Linked DNA regions of Zea mays: region 1 is linked to region 2. The links are chromatin contacts, called in public Hi-C maps. All regions are on one chromosome and are shown on one strand. Each heading gives the region's core, a stretch centred on a gene start, on an enhancer-like site or on the middle of the called end of the contact. The rest is flanking DNA. Distances are from core to core; before and after follow the strand shown. Region 1 holds the start of LOC100286016. Region 2 holds the start of LOC103642089 (organic cation/carnitine transporter 4).

What was found. A called contact is a pair of places that touch in the nucleus more often than the background predicts.
Region 1: a Hi-C map of bundle sheath shows a contact between it and region 2, with 1.6 times the contacts expected there. The contact joins the promoter of LOC100286016 here to the promoter of LOC103642089 in region 2. A contact is called at or near these places in 3 of 25 Hi-C or Micro-C datasets (bundle sheath, ear and tassel).

Annotation. Positions count from the first base shown.
Region 1 is chr10:146,230,547-146,233,988 of Zm-B73-REFERENCE-NAM-5.0, forward strand. It overlaps LOC100286016, which reads left to right and starts at 2,074. Exons shown (of 7, transcript NM_001158904.2): 1 at 2,074-2,537; 2 at 2,670-3,240; 3 at 3,393-3,442. The coding sequence starts at 2,206.
Region 2 is chr10:146,091,054-146,094,268 of Zm-B73-REFERENCE-NAM-5.0, forward strand. It overlaps LOC103642089 (organic cation/carnitine transporter 4), which reads left to right and starts at 1,496. Exons shown (of 3, transcript XM_008665410.4): 1 at 1,496-2,069. The coding sequence starts at 1,655.

The DNA of each region.
Region 1 (3,442 bases), core at 824-3,323, 140 kb after region 2:
CAGGCTCTGGATCGGATGGTCAAAGCTCTGTCGAGAGGTGGCACCGAGAGTCCCTATCCCGCCCGCGGCCCGCCTTTTGACTACACGGCCTTCGCTGGATCCAGAGTGATGGCGTACGTGTGTGGTGTGTGACTAGTGGGCGCCCGCCTTTCTCCTGGCACGCGTGTCCGCCCCCGGGTCCCCCAGCTCCTCTCCTCATAAGCACATGACGTCAACGGGTCTTCCCTCCCCGTCTTGCCCAGCTTCGGCTGCCGAGGGTCACGGGTCCTCATTTTTTAAACATCCGTGTTTGTTCGGGTAATATTATTATGCCGAAAGCTTCTGGCCTTTTCTCTTTTTTTTTTTCTTTTCCCCTTTTGGATTAAATTCATCATATCTGCGAACCACGCATCGTTATTTAAGTTAGCGACAAGAGACAAACATTATTTATGCTACAACGACAGGGCGTGCTATAAAACAAGCGATTTGGTCCGCGCAGCCCATGGGGCACCTACGTAATTTCGCGGCGTCACGACGATAGCGATGCCGGCGACTTCATATTCTTGTGGTCGGAAATTCATAGCAGTACGTAGAATAAATAAAGGTGATGGCGAGTTAAAAAACGATTATCTCTGAGAAAGTACTGCCCCTAGTAGCATATGTATAAATAATAAATCAGTCAGGCCGGGGGGAAGAATATCGCAGACAAAGACACAAACAAGAATTAGGTGCGGCCGCAGCAGTGTAGTGCTGCTTGCTTGCTAACTCTAGTTCGATCACTAGTACTGACCCTTTCTGGTTAGGTCAAATAACCATCAAACATTATTCCATCTTATTGGCGTAATTTATTTGCTTACGTTGCTATCACCGAGACTCGCTTTTTTTAGAGGTCAAATGCCTTTTAGATCGATCACTTCACATTTTTATTTTTACCCGTCTTTATTCAACAATAAAGAATTATGATTTTATCCCTCTGTTTTGAAAACAAAGCTATCGTTTGCCCCTCCCTCTCAACACCATTAGTGAAAATTAGAATTAGTGATTAAAAATAAAAAAATCGAAAAGAAATGGGTGAAAGGTTAAAAAACTAACCTCATATTCTGTATGGGCGCAACCCCAAAATAGGTAAAATCACAATTACATAATATAATAAGGGGTATAATTACAATAAATTGTATAGGCATTTTTTGTCTTTTCACATCAAATTTGTAATGTTAACTGCACGTAACGGCGTTAGGTATGACAACACTTCATTTTTCAACATGAAGGGGTAAAATAAAAAAAATCAAGGATTTAAATCACAATTGTAGGATCAGAGAAGATTGTAATCACAGATGCCACTTTCATTTTTTATGAACCATATCCTAACCCTACGAGGTTACTACGGGCACGTTTGCGACCTTGATCCGCTGGTCTAGCTGTGCTCGCGGGATACAACGTATGTGTTTGTGTGGCTTGACTTGTTTTGGAGCTCGGTTCTGTGCGTGCAAAAGTGGCTCTTCAGCTTGGCTCCCAGGAAACGAAGGCAGGCTCCGTTTTTTTGAGCTCGGTTGCCGGTGGCGCAAAACAAGCTCCTCGTGGCTGCTTCCAAGAAACAAAAGTGACTTTTAACCTGGCTGTCTACGGTGGCAAACATCGACTCACTTGAACCAAACTTATTTGATACAAACAAAATATGACAAAATATGTTGTATCAGTTGAGACCGACTAACTTCAGTCTGCTTCACCCGAACGCCCCGAGTCGGCCTCATACGCGTCGCAAACACGCCCTACGAAACAAAGGAAGTAACACCACCTGCTAAACTAAAGCTAAGAATAATAAAGTTGCATTTTCCGATGCATGCAGAGAAGCACTGCGACGCAGTAGCAGTGATACTAGCTATACGTACACTTAGGGTCGTTGAACTACCGACGGATCATGATCAGTTGCACCGGAATTATCTGACGCAATGCCGGAAGACCGCCTAATAACGACTCCAGCCGGTTAAGCTCAGCTGCAGCGGCTAGCTAGCTCAGCTCAGCTTGCTCAGCTCAGCTTGCTCAGCTCAGCTAGCTAGCTAGCTTTCCCCCCCCCCCCCCCCCCCCCCCAAGCTTGCCCAACCCAATAAGCTAAGCAAGCAGCCAAGCACTCATCACACTCTCTCTACTTGCTAGCTAGCCGCCCTTAGCTTCGCACGCGACATCTATCATCGGCCAAGAAACGGAGCAGATCGGTCGGCCGCCGACATGGGGGATCACGCTGAGATGCTGCATGCCACTCCGGCCATGTACAACGGCGCCGGCGCTGCCCCTCGTGGTGGCTGGTGGAGTACGGCGGTGCCCGCGACCACGTGCTCGACGGAGCTGGCCGGCGGCTTCACCACGTGGTCGTCCGCCCTGGCTGCTAGCTACGACCTGGCGGCGGAGGGGGCAAAGGCCAACAAGAGCGCCACCACCGCCTCGTCGGAGTCGCCCGGGAACAACAGCTCCGTGACCTTCCAAGAACCGGCCGGCGGCGTCGGAACCGCCGTGGTGCAGCAGCCTCTTGCTGGCTGCGCTGACTGGAGGCATCCCTATTTGTAAGTCTGATTGTATTACTTCTCAGAGAGTATAGGCTCGATTGGCCAGAAAATTATAGTATCATTTATAGTATCAGATACTCTATCACATGGCTCTGAAATCTATGTGTATATTTGTTCGAACATATATAGGAGCAGCGGCGCTGCTACTTTGCATGGGTTTCTGCAAGATGGTCACCAGCAGGACATGAGCTCATCGACAACTGAGCAGAGCCCCATGGCCGCATCAAGCCTCATGAACCCTTCATCCAATAACCTAGCCCTGGCCCTGCAACAAGGTCACCATCACCAAGAGCCGGACCACCAGCAGATGCTGTCCAACTTCGGCGGCTCCGAGGCCGAGCTGCTCCTGTCGCCGACGACCTCACCCTACGGGTTCCAGTCGTCTCTGCTGAGAAGCCTCATGGAGCCGACAGCGGACGCGGCGAAGCCGGCTTTGCCGGGGTACCAGCAGCAGTATGACCAGTACCAGCAGATGGGCATGGGCCAGGCGAGGTCGTTTGCACCGGCCGGCGGAGCTGCCAGCAGGGAGGCACTCCAGTTCACCAACGACGCGCCGTCCTGGAACCCTTCCGCTGCGGCTGGGTTCGGCGTGCCGCCGGCGCCGGCGCCGGCGCCGGCGCCGGCTGACCAAGCTAGCAGCAGCGTACGTTCTGTGAAACCATCGCCGGCGGCGCGTGCTACTGCAACCCTTGCATTAAAGGTAGGTACACATATGTGCATCGCCTTAAGAATTGAGATACGAACATTAATTTACTTCAAGACAACGGCAACATTGGCGATATGATCGGCCTAGCTAGACGTAATAAGGAGTAATTAACCTTCGTGTGGTTATATATGTCTGTGTATATGTAGACTGCGTTGGAAGGAGTAGGAGAGTCTGCTAGCTCCATCATCACCAAGAA
Region 2 (3,215 bases), core at 246-2,745:
ACAATAACGATTCACATACTTGATTACGCTGGAATAAGAGATGTTATATAAATGATCACCTGTCTTAGGTCACTATGGGAAACAATAATGATTCACATATTTGATTACATTGATGTTGAATACTCCTTCCGTCCCATATACTTGATCTTATAGCACTCAAATTTCGTCACAAAATAGCTGCAATTTTCACTTTCTAATACGTTTCTCTTCTCAATACACATTTTTTCTTCTCCAATACATCTCTATCCCTACTTCTGAGCGGTATTTTAGTCTTTCTAAAACATCAAATCAAGTATTATGGGATGAGGGAGGTATATGAATCAAATTTTTATCTTAGATAGGATAAATGAATGTTTCTTTGCGCCCATTGAAATATGCATCAGTAAGGCTAGAGTGGTCGTCATGCATCTACGACATGAATAAGCACAATATACCAACACTAGTTCGCAGGAAAGATGTCATTAGTAACCGTACATTATATTGCTATATAGGAGTATAAATCTCCATGTGCAAAGCTTTTACTTCGGCATTCTGATTCTCGTTATACTCCTTGCTCTAGCAGTGTCTAGGAGCGGACCTACTATACATATTCCTATTAAAGGTTACATGCATATAAGATGACCAAAGATTAATCGAAGTGTGGCACCCAAAATTACCATGGCTATGCTTAATGATGTGTTTGATTTGATGTCAAGGTAGGATGAGTCGGAGGGCGACACCGCTCCCTTGATTTTTTAGAATCACGCCGTCCCAAAAAGCTATAGATTATTTATAAAGTACCTATAATGCCTCTGAAGAACTGGAGGGACGGTTTGTATGTATGCAAACTGCTGCTAAACTAAACGAGTCACTGATTCACGTGTAAAATGTCTAGTTTAATAAATAAATAAATAAATTTTTAAGTTTTGGATCCCTCAGAGTGATATGATCCACATAAACACATAAATAGAACAATACAAAAGATAAAGGGCCAATACAATAATACCATTCATCAACATAATTACTGACCAAACTACCAAACCTTAACTAGTATGGAAATCATATTACAGCCTCGCCGCCGGTGCGTCGTATCTGGACACGCTTTGGTTCTTCAACGGGATGATTGCATCAGAACCGTCCATTGCCAGAGTCGCGGAGGCTTATGCGACGGCGACGGACGCCCTCGTCCTCTCGAAGCCAGAGTCTGACGCCGTTAAGTAAGGGATCGTATCCAGTCCACAAGGGCCACGCCGTGCACAAATGCACAAAACGAAATCTGGCCGTCCATTTTCCATCCAACGACATGACGGCGCGGGGGGTTTTTCACAAAACAGACTCGGCAAGCTACGGAGGCTGCGGGAGGGTTCATCTGCAAATTTACGACGGCCGTTGGATGGGAGACGGACGACCAGGTTTCGTTTTGTGCATTTGTGCACGGCGTGGCCCTTGTGCACTGGATACGATCCCGTTAAGTAAATAGCCGCCCGCGATCACGACGCACGACGCCTGCCTCCGTCCGGGCCCCGGGGGGCGGCTACAGCCTACAGCTACAAATAGAGTCCCGCGAGCGCACTGGGCGCCCGGAACGCACACAGGAGCAAAAGGCCACACACTGCTAGGTCTAGGTGCTAGCAGAAGCAGCTAGCGGGCGGGACGCGCGTGGCCGGCGGCAGACATGTCGACGACGGAGCCGCTCCTCTCGGCCGGCAGCAATGATGGCGAGGCGTGGAAGAAGCAGAAGCAGAAGAGCAGCGGCGAGGGCCGGCGGCGCGTGAGCATCGACGAGGCGCTGTCGGCGCACGCGGGGGAGTTCGGGCGGTGGCAGCTGCGGCACTTCGTGTTGGTGTCCGCGGCGTGGGCGCTGGAGGCGCTGCACACCATGGTGATCATCTTCGCGGACCGTGAGCCGGCCACGTCCTGCGCCGGCGCCGGCGCGGTGTGCGGGGACCCCTGCGCCGGCGCCGGCGCGGCCGGGTGGGAGTGGGCCGGCGGCGCCGCGGCGTCGACCGTCGCCGAGTGGGGGCTCGTCTGCGGCGAGCGCTACAAGGTCGGCCTCGCCCAGGCCGTGTTCTTCGCCGGCTGCATGATCGGTCAGTGCGCGTATCTGAATTCATTCCGGACCGCGTGTTCGTCGTTTGGAAAGGAAATGGTTTTTTTTAGATTAGGCGTATAACTAGAGGTGCGGCGGCCGTCGAGTCGAGTGAGTGCTTCGCTTCTGGCGGGCTCAGCAGCTCATCGGCCACATGCACGACACGACACGACACGAATGCCGGACATGTGCTGTGGTCTGATCTGGTGGATGAGGAGATGGTCAAGTGCCATTTTACCTCGGTCCTCTACTCCTCTCTTACAGCATTTCGGCGGCGGCAGCCTTAGACAAAAGTGCAGCCGCGCAGCTTGACTTGAGGTGCGGCGCATCTTGTCGGCTTTGTCCCGTAGCTTTCTCTGCCGGTAGCCGTCTCTGTTCCAACATCTAGCATTCTACCGTAGCGAATGAGTCCAAAGCACAGTTAAAAACGGTCTGGTCTCGATGTCCCGCTCAGGCACGCAGTTTCCCAACGTTCACAGCTTCTGGCGAAACGAGATATACCGAGGAATCTTTTCGCCTGATCCTAATCCTACCTAGCATCCACTACGCCTTTCTGTGGCTCTGGACTAGCGTTAGAGTCCCGGACCGGAAGTCAGATCCGATCAGAATTCAGAACACAACAAATGAAGCCGTGTCAATCAATATGCTATCATGTTATCTTCTGCTATTGACTCCACCAGCTTTGCATGTCCACTCTCATGTGATGATGGATAAGTATAAGAGTAGATGAATGGATTATGGGGGAAAATGAAATTGATATGCAGGCATGCGGTGGTCAGTCAGGTTGGTCATGTCTAGGCATTCCGAAGGCAAACAAAGCGAAACCTCCGTGCCTCGTCTCGTCTGCCACCGATTGGTCTGCGAAGCGGCGTAGCGCGACGTGACACGTAGGCACGCGTGGCGCGGATTAGCTTGGCTACGTGGCTCCCCCCGCCGCGCCAAATGCCACGACGGCTTTGACGGGGAGGATGTCTCACGGTCACGGCTCAGCGCCCAGCCAATCACTCGCTTGGCTTTGGCTTGGCTTGGCTTGCCTCGCCCATCGCCTCCGGCCTCTCCATTCCCGCCTGGCCTGGCTCACCCACAAGCAGACCAAAAAAAAATAGTCGTCTCTTTGGTGTGGGCTTTTCACCTTTGGCTGGGCTAG